3 separate regions of the Sus scrofa genome follow, and regions 1 and 2 are each linked to region 3. Evidence: chromatin contacts called from public Hi-C data. All regions are on one chromosome and are shown on one strand. Each heading gives the region's core, a stretch centred on a gene start, on an enhancer-like site or on the middle of the called end of the contact. The rest is flanking DNA. Distances are from core to core; before and after follow the strand shown. Region 1 overlaps RNF220 (E3 ubiquitin-protein ligase RNF220). Region 2 overlaps TMEM53 (transmembrane protein 53). Region 3 holds the start of DMAP1 (DNA methyltransferase 1 associated protein 1).

Evidence for each region. Hi-C and Micro-C count contacts between places; a contact is called where the count stands out from the background.
Region 1: a contact with region 3 is called in a Hi-C map of embryonic fibroblasts, with 2.1 times the contacts expected there. The contact joins the enhancer-like site here to the promoter of DMAP1 in region 3. A contact is called at or near these places in 2 of 5 promoter capture datasets (fetal skeletal muscle and liver) and 9 of 47 Hi-C or Micro-C datasets (embryonic fibroblasts, fetal skeletal muscle, heart right ventricle and 5 more).
Region 2: a contact with region 3 is called in a Hi-C map of retroperitoneal adipose tissue, with 2.2 times the contacts expected there. The contact joins the enhancer-like site here to the promoter of DMAP1 in region 3. A contact is called at or near these places in 6 of 47 Hi-C or Micro-C datasets (epiblast stem cells, fetal skeletal muscle, heart right ventricle and 3 more).

What each region holds. Positions count from the first base shown.
Region 1 is chr6:166,727,367-166,730,066 of Sscrofa11.1, forward strand. The region is part of intron 2 of RNF220 (E3 ubiquitin-protein ligase RNF220); the gene reads right to left. Among named protein-coding and RNA genes, the nearest start is that of TMEM53, 84 kb to the left of the region's middle. Within about 2 kb of position 1,300, at least 15 of the 83 cell types and tissues checked have an H3K27ac peak or open chromatin away from gene starts, as enhancers often do. A contact at or near this core is called in embryonic fibroblasts, where this site is marked.
Region 2 is chr6:166,663,308-166,666,007 of Sscrofa11.1, forward strand. TMEM53 (transmembrane protein 53) reads left to right here. Exons shown (of 3, transcript XM_003482099.4): 3 at 1-1,075. The coding sequence ends at 210. Among named protein-coding and RNA genes, the nearest start is that of TMEM53, 20 kb to the left of the region's middle. Within about 2 kb of position 1,319, at least 11 of the 83 cell types and tissues checked have an H3K27ac peak or open chromatin away from gene starts, as enhancers often do. A contact at or near this core is called in retroperitoneal adipose tissue, where this site is marked.
Region 3 is chr6:167,090,341-167,093,040 of Sscrofa11.1, forward strand. DMAP1 (DNA methyltransferase 1 associated protein 1) reads right to left here and starts at 1,314. Exons shown (of 10, transcript NM_001243640.1): 1 at 902-1,314; 2 at 246-337. The coding sequence starts at 1,006.

The sequences.
Region 1 (2,700 bases), core at 50-2,549, 360 kb before region 3:
CTGTGTCACACGTGGACTCGGCAATCCCACCACCTTCGACTCTTGGGAAACCGCGAGGTTGAGGCTGACACCACCACAGCTTTAGGAGGTAGAGTTTCGCGGATCAGCACACTGGGGCTCAGAGATGCTGGCTGACTTGTCCAAGGTCACACAGCAGGGGCGTGGAGGGGCTGGGGTTCAGATGAATGCTCCCCCCACTGTACCACTCTCTGGCTTCCCGGGGGGAGTGAAGTTCAGGGAGCAGTAGGGAGAGGGAAGTCAGGTCGGGGGGTCAGGTAAGGCTTTGGAGTTCAACCTGCAGCACACAGTCAGGCAGGGGGAGTCGGAGAGGACAGAGAGTAGGAGGAGGCATGCCTGGAGCCAGGGGACTTTTCGGGAGCAGATGTGACCTTGTCCTTCCTCCCCAATGCATCCTGGGAGGGGAGGCAGCCTCAGGCCCAAGAAGGGCAGTGTGAGGGCTGGCCCTGAAGTGCGTGGTGGGAAGGGAGGCCGGAGATCACGGGGTCTGAGGGTGGGAGAGCCCTGGGAGACGGATGGCAGAGGTGATTCCACCCAGCCCTTGAACTCGTCACACCCCGGTCCCCCGGCAGGGCTGGGGGTGGGCCACCTGCCACCCTCCTCACACCTGGGCTGGGGCCAGGCCCATAGGCAGCCCTGGTCTCCAGCCACCTCTGCCCCCTGGCCCAGCAGCAGGCCCCGCTGGCTCACCTTCTCAATCAATACTGCGCTCTTAATGGGCCCAGCCACCAGCACCAACCAGGGGCATTAAATGTTAATTATATCTATTTGGATTTGAAAAATTTTATTACTCGAGTTAATTATGGCTGGAGTCATAAAAAGGTTTCAGAGTGAAAGGGCTGCCTTATTGGGGCCACTTTCTCCAAGACAGATTGGAAAGGCAAAGAAGAAATAAAAGCATCTGGCTCAAAGGGCTGGGCGCTCCACATCCACCAGGCTGGGAGCGGGCTCAGAACCTGCCTTGTCTCCAGCTCGAAGTGCGGCTCACCGGCTCACCGTGCTGGTGCCCAGAACACTGGAGAGGCTGGTCCACGGCTCCCAGCACCGGTGTGAGTGCTGCTGACCGGAGAGAAGGGCCGTCTGCCCGTGGAGGCTCCAGGGAAGCCCCAACCCAGCTGAGAAGAGCCGGGCTCCCTGAGATCCGGGACTCTCGGACGTGCCCAGGGCTCCTCTCCAAGCGGTCCTCGCACCGGGAACTCCTCCAGCCCAGCTCCTCACCCTGGCCGGGCCCCACCCAGCCCAGTCGGATTGCTTCCTGCCAGCCTCGCTTATGATTCATGGGCCTGACCTTGGGCTATAAAGTGTTCACTCTAGCGGGCATAGAGGCAGGATTTACAGCCCTGGGGTCAGCTGTAGGCAATGACACACACAATAGCCGACTCACAAGGGTGCCCCGTTCCCAGCCCACACATAACTCTCTCTAGCACACGCAGGTACACACACACACACACACACACACACACACACACGTCTTGTCAGAGCCACAAACACACATGCATGTCCAGGAGTTATCTGACTCACACATCCGGGAATGGGAGTTCCATTTGTGGCGCAAGGACTGTGTATAAGCTGCTTTACAAGCATTTGTCTAATGCGCATCACGGATCCTGTAAGGTCGAAGCCAGTGTCACTCATTTTATAGAAGAGGAAGCAAACCAAGGCTTAGGCGGGTTAAGTGCTTTGAGCCCTACAAGGGAACCAGCTCTGCAGAGAACCCCACGCCCCAGCTGTTGGCCAGGGAAACAGTAATTCCACTGGAGGGCTGGGGGGTAAGAGAGGCTGGTTCAGAGGCGGGGGTGTTCCAGAGGCAGACCTGCCCCCCCGCCCGCATCCTGCAAGGCAATAGAGAGAGGGGGAGATAAAAACCGGGAGAGGAACACTTTAAGCCAGATATGAGAATGGAATTTCAAACAGCATAAGCTTTTTTTTTTTTTTTTTTTTTGCTGTTTAGGGCTGCCTCTGCAGCACATGGAGGTTCCCAGGCGAGGGGTCCAATCGGAGCTGTAGCGCCGGCCCACACCACAGCTACAGCAAACAAGATCCAAGCCACATCTGTGACCTACACCACAGCTCCCGGCAACGCCGGATCCTTAACCCACTGAGCGAGCCCAGGGATTGAACCCGCATCCTCATGGATCCTAGTCTGGTTCATTAACCACTGAGCCACAAAGGGAACTCCAAACGGCATAAACTTTTAAAAACCAGAAGTAATTGGGAATTAGCCCACATTGTTCAGGAATGAACTATCAGTCCAAGAAAGAATACTTGACACAAGGTACATTGGGAGAGATTGGAGGAGGCGAAGATTCCAACGGGTACCTCTCAAGCTGAGCTACGCGGTGAGCTGTGTTGATTATCACTAATTGTCACGTTACCCTGTTGCTGCGAAGACCCTGTAAGAGGAAGACCCCCACTCCTCTCTGCAGCTCAAATGCCGCTGGCCCCTGCTTGGCTGCCCTCCATCCTACCAGGCCTCAGCATCTGTCTTTCCTCCCAAACTGTGCCTACTGCCCTCTGGAGCCAGCTGGCTAGGCCCTCGGCAGGGACCTCCCCCTCACGTCTGCTCCTCTGGCTCTTGCATGCGGCCCCCAGGCAGGTCCTTTCTCTTCTCTCTCTCTTTTCTTAAAAAATTTATTTTAGGAGTTCTCGTTGTGGTGCAGCAGAAACGAATCTGATGAGGAA
Region 2 (2,700 bases), core at 69-2,568, 430 kb before region 3:
CGCTGGCCCGAGCTCTACCTCTACTCAAGGGCCGATGAGGTGGTCCTGGCCAGGGATGTGGAGCGCATGGTGGAGGCACGCCTGGCACACCGGGTCCTGGTGCGCTCCGTGGACTTCGTGTCGTCCGCACACGTCAGCCACCTCCGCGACTACCCCACCTACTACACCAGCCTGTGCGTCAACTTCATGCGCAGCTGTGTCCACGGCTGAGGTCGCTGCCCCACCCGCCTCACCCCCGCTCCGGAAATGAAGGCCCGACGTCCCCCCCCCACGGCCCGCCTCCGAGGGCGGGGCCGCTTCCGGTTCAACTCCCGGCGGCCCTCTGGGACCCCTCTGTGGTCCAGTAGACAGCTCCGCTGGGCCTCTGTGCCTGCTTATCCCAGGATCCCAGGGGCAGGAGCGCCTGGGCAGGTCTCTGCGGGAGCCACGCAATGCTTGTGTTTGGGTAAGTGCAACAGCCAGGATGCTGATTGCTGTGGCATTCGGGCTGTAAAGAGGTACCAAAGCCAGGGGCTGGGGCTGGGGCTCAGCCCCAGCATCGATTCCTTGAATGGAAGGTGAGCTGTGCAGGGAGGTGCCAGAGGGTAGGGTCAGGCTGGGCCGGGGGCCGTGATCTCTGCTGAGGCCCGGGAAGGGCAAAGCCCCACAGTGTGGAGCGCCGGCCCCATGGATCCCACTTGGCAGTTCACACAAAGAGGCTTCTCGTTGCCAGGGAGTCCAAGGGGGAAGCCACACGGGAAGCTGAGGCAGGTGGACTGTCCGGCTCTGCCATGCTTTGCCAGGAAGCCGCCGGATCCAGGAACGTTGCGAGATGTGTGTGTAGTGGGCCGACGGATTGGGAGCAGGAGGATAGCAGCGCCACAGGGGAACTAGGACCAGCCGGGTCAGGAGCCCTAAAGACCAGAACCAGAACCATTGGCCTGAAACAAACCTTTGTGTCCTTGAGGGAGGCCCATTTGGATCCTCTGTAGGCAGGAGGCGGCTTCAGCCTGAAGAGTTGTGTATCACCTGTCATTCTATCACTGCTGCACAGTGCTAGCCATAGTAGGCATTCAATAAATATTTGTTGATTGAGTGGGCTTACTGTGGTGATCCAGGGGCTTGGGGTGGGGCAGGGACGGGCTTTGAAAGTTTGGCAGGCAGTGAAGGAGATGGTGGGAAAAGCTCTGGTTGGCAACTGACCCCTGGTAGTCTCAGGGCTGATGGACCTTCTGTGTCTAGAACCAAGCTCTCCCTGCAGTGCCTCCGCCCTCTGGGACGCTCCCACTCCTGCGGCAGCCCGTTCCTGTGCTGTATGGCTGCACTCCTAGCCATGGCCAACAGGTGGCAGTGCTGCTTGTGCCATGGGACAGAGCTCAAGGATCCCACAGCAGGGCGGGTCTCAGGCCCTCACTCTGGGTGAACAGTTTTCTATGAGAGAGCATGTGGCCCCAGGGTGGAGTAACCAGCCATCAGGGACCTACTGAGTCCAAGGCAGGGAAAGGGGAGAGTAGAGATTCGAAAGGAGCCGGCCTGATGCGACGTGGGCCCTGTGTACTTCTCTTCCCAAACCTCAGCCACTACCGGGGCTGCTTTGCCTCAACAGGCCACATACCTTCCCGAGAATCTTGGGCCCCAGGATCCTTGTGTTCAGAACATTCGGTGCCATCAAGCCAGTCTGGGGTGTTCCTTCATGGAACTTCAACCAAGGTGGTTTGCCATCTGAGTGCAGAGGACAGGCGGTATCGACTGGACCTGACTCTGATATTCACTGTGGGCATCCCAGGGGAGATGGGGTGTGGGTCTGGTGTGAGGGGCTGTGTGAAGGAAAAGAGCCTGGAGTCTCAAAGATAATCTGCTGTCTCATAACTTAGCGGCATCTTGTTTTCTCGAAATGGCTTTCTGTGGTGGGCAAGGACTCAGCTGCAGTGCTGAGCACCTGTCCAGGCACGGGGATGCTGGTTACTCACCTGCATTGGGCAGCCGTGGGGATGGGGATAGAACCACATGAAAAGGCTCCATCTCCACTGCACAGCCTCCATTCCCTTTTCTTCCTGTCTTTTCAGGGCCGCACCCGCGGCATATGGAGGCTCCCAGGCTAGGGGTCTAATTGGAGCTGTAGCCGCCGGCCCACACCACAGCCACAGCAACGCGGGATCCGAGCTGCGTCTGCGAACTACACCACAGCTCACGGCAACACCGCATCCTTAACCCACTGAGCAAGGCCAGGGATCGAACCTGCAACCTCATGGTTCCTGGTCGGATTCGTTAACCGCTGAGCCATGATGGGACCTCCCCTGACTTCTGGGTAGAGGGGGTTCCTGCCGTTTGATCTAGACAGTGGCGATACCAGGCTGCTGGTGGCAAGGATGGCAAATAGAAGCAGCTCTGGGGAACTGAGATGACAATTCGGTTTTCAGTCCCTAGTTCGTGTCAGGGGACTAGCGAAGGACAGAGGCTTCTAGGGCTTATGCTTCCACCCAAGCCCATGGCTGCTCCAGCCCTAGACTGGGGGTTAGAGCTTGCATCCCCTCTGTACCCCCAAGCTCTGACCTCTTCTGTGATTAATGAGCTGACGATTCTGCATCGATAAGGAATTAACCTGGAGCCCCTACCCATCAATAGTCAGGAGTCCAGGTCCCAGCCCCCACCCCGACAGTGCTCCAGGCCCCTGAGCAGACCCCACACCGCTTTACAGACCCGTAGCCAAGTCCTTTCCCC
Region 3 (2,700 bases), core at 64-2,563:
TTAAGGTGGTGAGAGATTAGAGTCACAAGGTATGCACAGAGCCCTTGCACCCAGGCTGCTGAGCTACCCTAGAGCAAGGAGGGCAGGTCCTGGAGTGAGAGATCCCAGCTACTGCATTTAATAAGCAATGGGGGCCCTGGCTGAGCAGGGGAGTGGGGAGAAAACTGCCTGGGAAAATGAGGAGTCGGGGACACGCAGGTTGGCCAGAGACCAGAGCCTGCAGGATCTGGGATTCTGATACTTGCTTCTTGTCAGAGTACAGCAGTGCATAGACTTCCCGGTGCATGCCCTCTGGCCTCTTGAAGGTCAGTGTCTCCGAGGATTTCTTGGACTTTTTCTGGGGAGGGAAACCACAGGAGAGGAACCACAGCCTAGTCTCCCTTCCCTGAAAATTCTTTAGCCCAGCTCAAACCCTGAACAAACCAGCACCTACAGGTACAATGACACACATACACACAAGGAAACAAAATGACACACAAGGAAAGCACAGAAATCCACTCAAGGGGCGCCTGGGTCTGAGCAGGTCATTCCCTCCTCAACCCACCTCACCTGGCTAGTCGCGACCAGCGAGAGCAAAAGATACTTTTCCAGCATCTCTCAGCATGTCACGCCGACTTAATGCCCCCCCCCGCACCCCCAATATAACGAGTGCCACACTCTCTAAGTCCTCTCATCTCTTGCAAGTGTCACACCCTCTTGGTCCCCACCATTTCCCACGGGGGCCCCACCTCCTCCATCCCATGTCAGTGAGACACACATTCTCTATCCCGTTATGTCACGTCTTTTACCGCCCATCTCGCTAGAAGTGTGGCACCTCACCATCTCCCCCAGCTCTCTTCGGCTGTCACTCCTCCCCACCACTTCACTCCCGCTGCTCAGCGTTCTCAGGCGCCCCTGCTACCTTGTCCGGATTGATAATGTCCTTCTTGCTGATGGTCCCGGAGGCTGCATCCCCCTCTGGACCCCCGAGTTCTAGAATGTCCCTCACATCTGCGCCCGTAGCCATCGCGCCTGAGAGATGGGGGCGCGGTTCCGAAGCCAAGGGTCAGCGCCAGAGGAGGGACCCGGCTCAGATCGGGGGGCGGAGCCACTTCAGGGCCTCGTGGGGGCGGGGCGAAGAGGGGGCCCGCGAGGGCAAGAGCGGCCTAGATCGGGTGGGCGCCCGGCCAGTGTCCCGCCGCCTGGGTCCCGCTGCGGTTCCAGCTGCCACCTAAGCCCTAGCGCCTCTGCAACTAGAGTGCCCAGCGGCGGCCCGGCAGCTCCCCTACTCCCGCAAAGCCGCGGAAAGAAACTTCCGGTAGCGCGCTTTAGAAATGCGACCGACAGGAACACTTCCGGCCGGTGCTTAGCGGAAACAGAGCCGACTGGCAACCCAGCGTGAAAACTACTGACTGCGCAGACTGCGGCCGCCCCAGGCTTCCAGGAGCCCGCCGGTCTCCTGCGCTGCCTGCTGTCTGGCATTTTCTGCCTGCGTTGCTCCGACGTTTTTCGGGCAATGACAAGACAGTTCACAGCTTTGTGACCTCGGAAGTCGCTTAATTTCTCTGAACTTATTTCTTCACTTTAAAATGGAAATTGTCATGGGACCTGCATAAATAAAGTGCTGGTAATCCATGCAAAACATTAGCACATGCTTTTTTTCATTAAATGAATTCGTGTTGTTAATTTCCCCTGTTCTTTAAGTGCTAAGTGTGTTCCAGACACTGCTAGGAGAGGGAGAGAACTAGACAAGGGAGAGTTTCCCAGGGCGGCTGCCAAGATGGAGCGACGGCTGACCTTCGCGGGCGCTTCTTCTGATGGAGGTGCCTGTGGGTCAGGGCCTCGTGGGGCTCGTGGGGCCCACTGTTACAGCAGCTCAAACTAAGACAACTTAAAAAAAAAAATCTTTTAAATACAGGTTGTATTTTTCAGTTGGTGAGTCAGTCTTCCCCAAATCTAAAGTGTCTCACAGACCTCTTTGCAAGGCAAGTCTTTTGCTTTTCTGAACTAAATAAATAAAAATTAAGGTAGGAAACAAGATAACACACCGTGTACCACTTACCTCAAAGAAAGAGTCAGACAGTTTCGCGGCCTTCTTTGGGTTTGGAGGCTACATGTCCTACAATTGGGCATGCTGTTCTGACTCATTTATCAGAAATCCAGTCGAGGACTCACAGCACAGGTGCCCAGAATTCTGAAGTCAGGCTCTGATCCCACCTGTAAACAACTGGCCGCTACTTGAAAAGCAGTCTCTGGCTTACAACGACCCTGGTGGAGCCTGAGCACCTGTCCGTGAGACGCCATGAGACCTCCCAACATGTACTAAGACTTTTCTGATCCACCAGGCCATAAATCTGGGGATGCAAGTCAGCATTCCAGGATACAGCGTAAGGAGTATATAGACCTTTCCTATTTTCTATTACAAATATTTAGAGCTATAAACTTCACCCTAATCACTGCTTTAACTGCATTCCGCTAACCACTGGACATTTTCATTATCATTCTAATTTCCCTTGTTTTTGCTTCTCTGATCTATGGATTAGTTAGAACTACATTGCTTAATTTCCAAATGTTTGGGGATTTTCTAGTTATCTCATGGTCATTGATATCTAACTTAATTTCTCTGTGGTCAGAGGGCATGTTCTATGAGACCTCAGTCCTTTCAAATTTACTGAGAGTTGTTTTACGGCCCAGCATATAGTCCACGGGTGAACACATCAA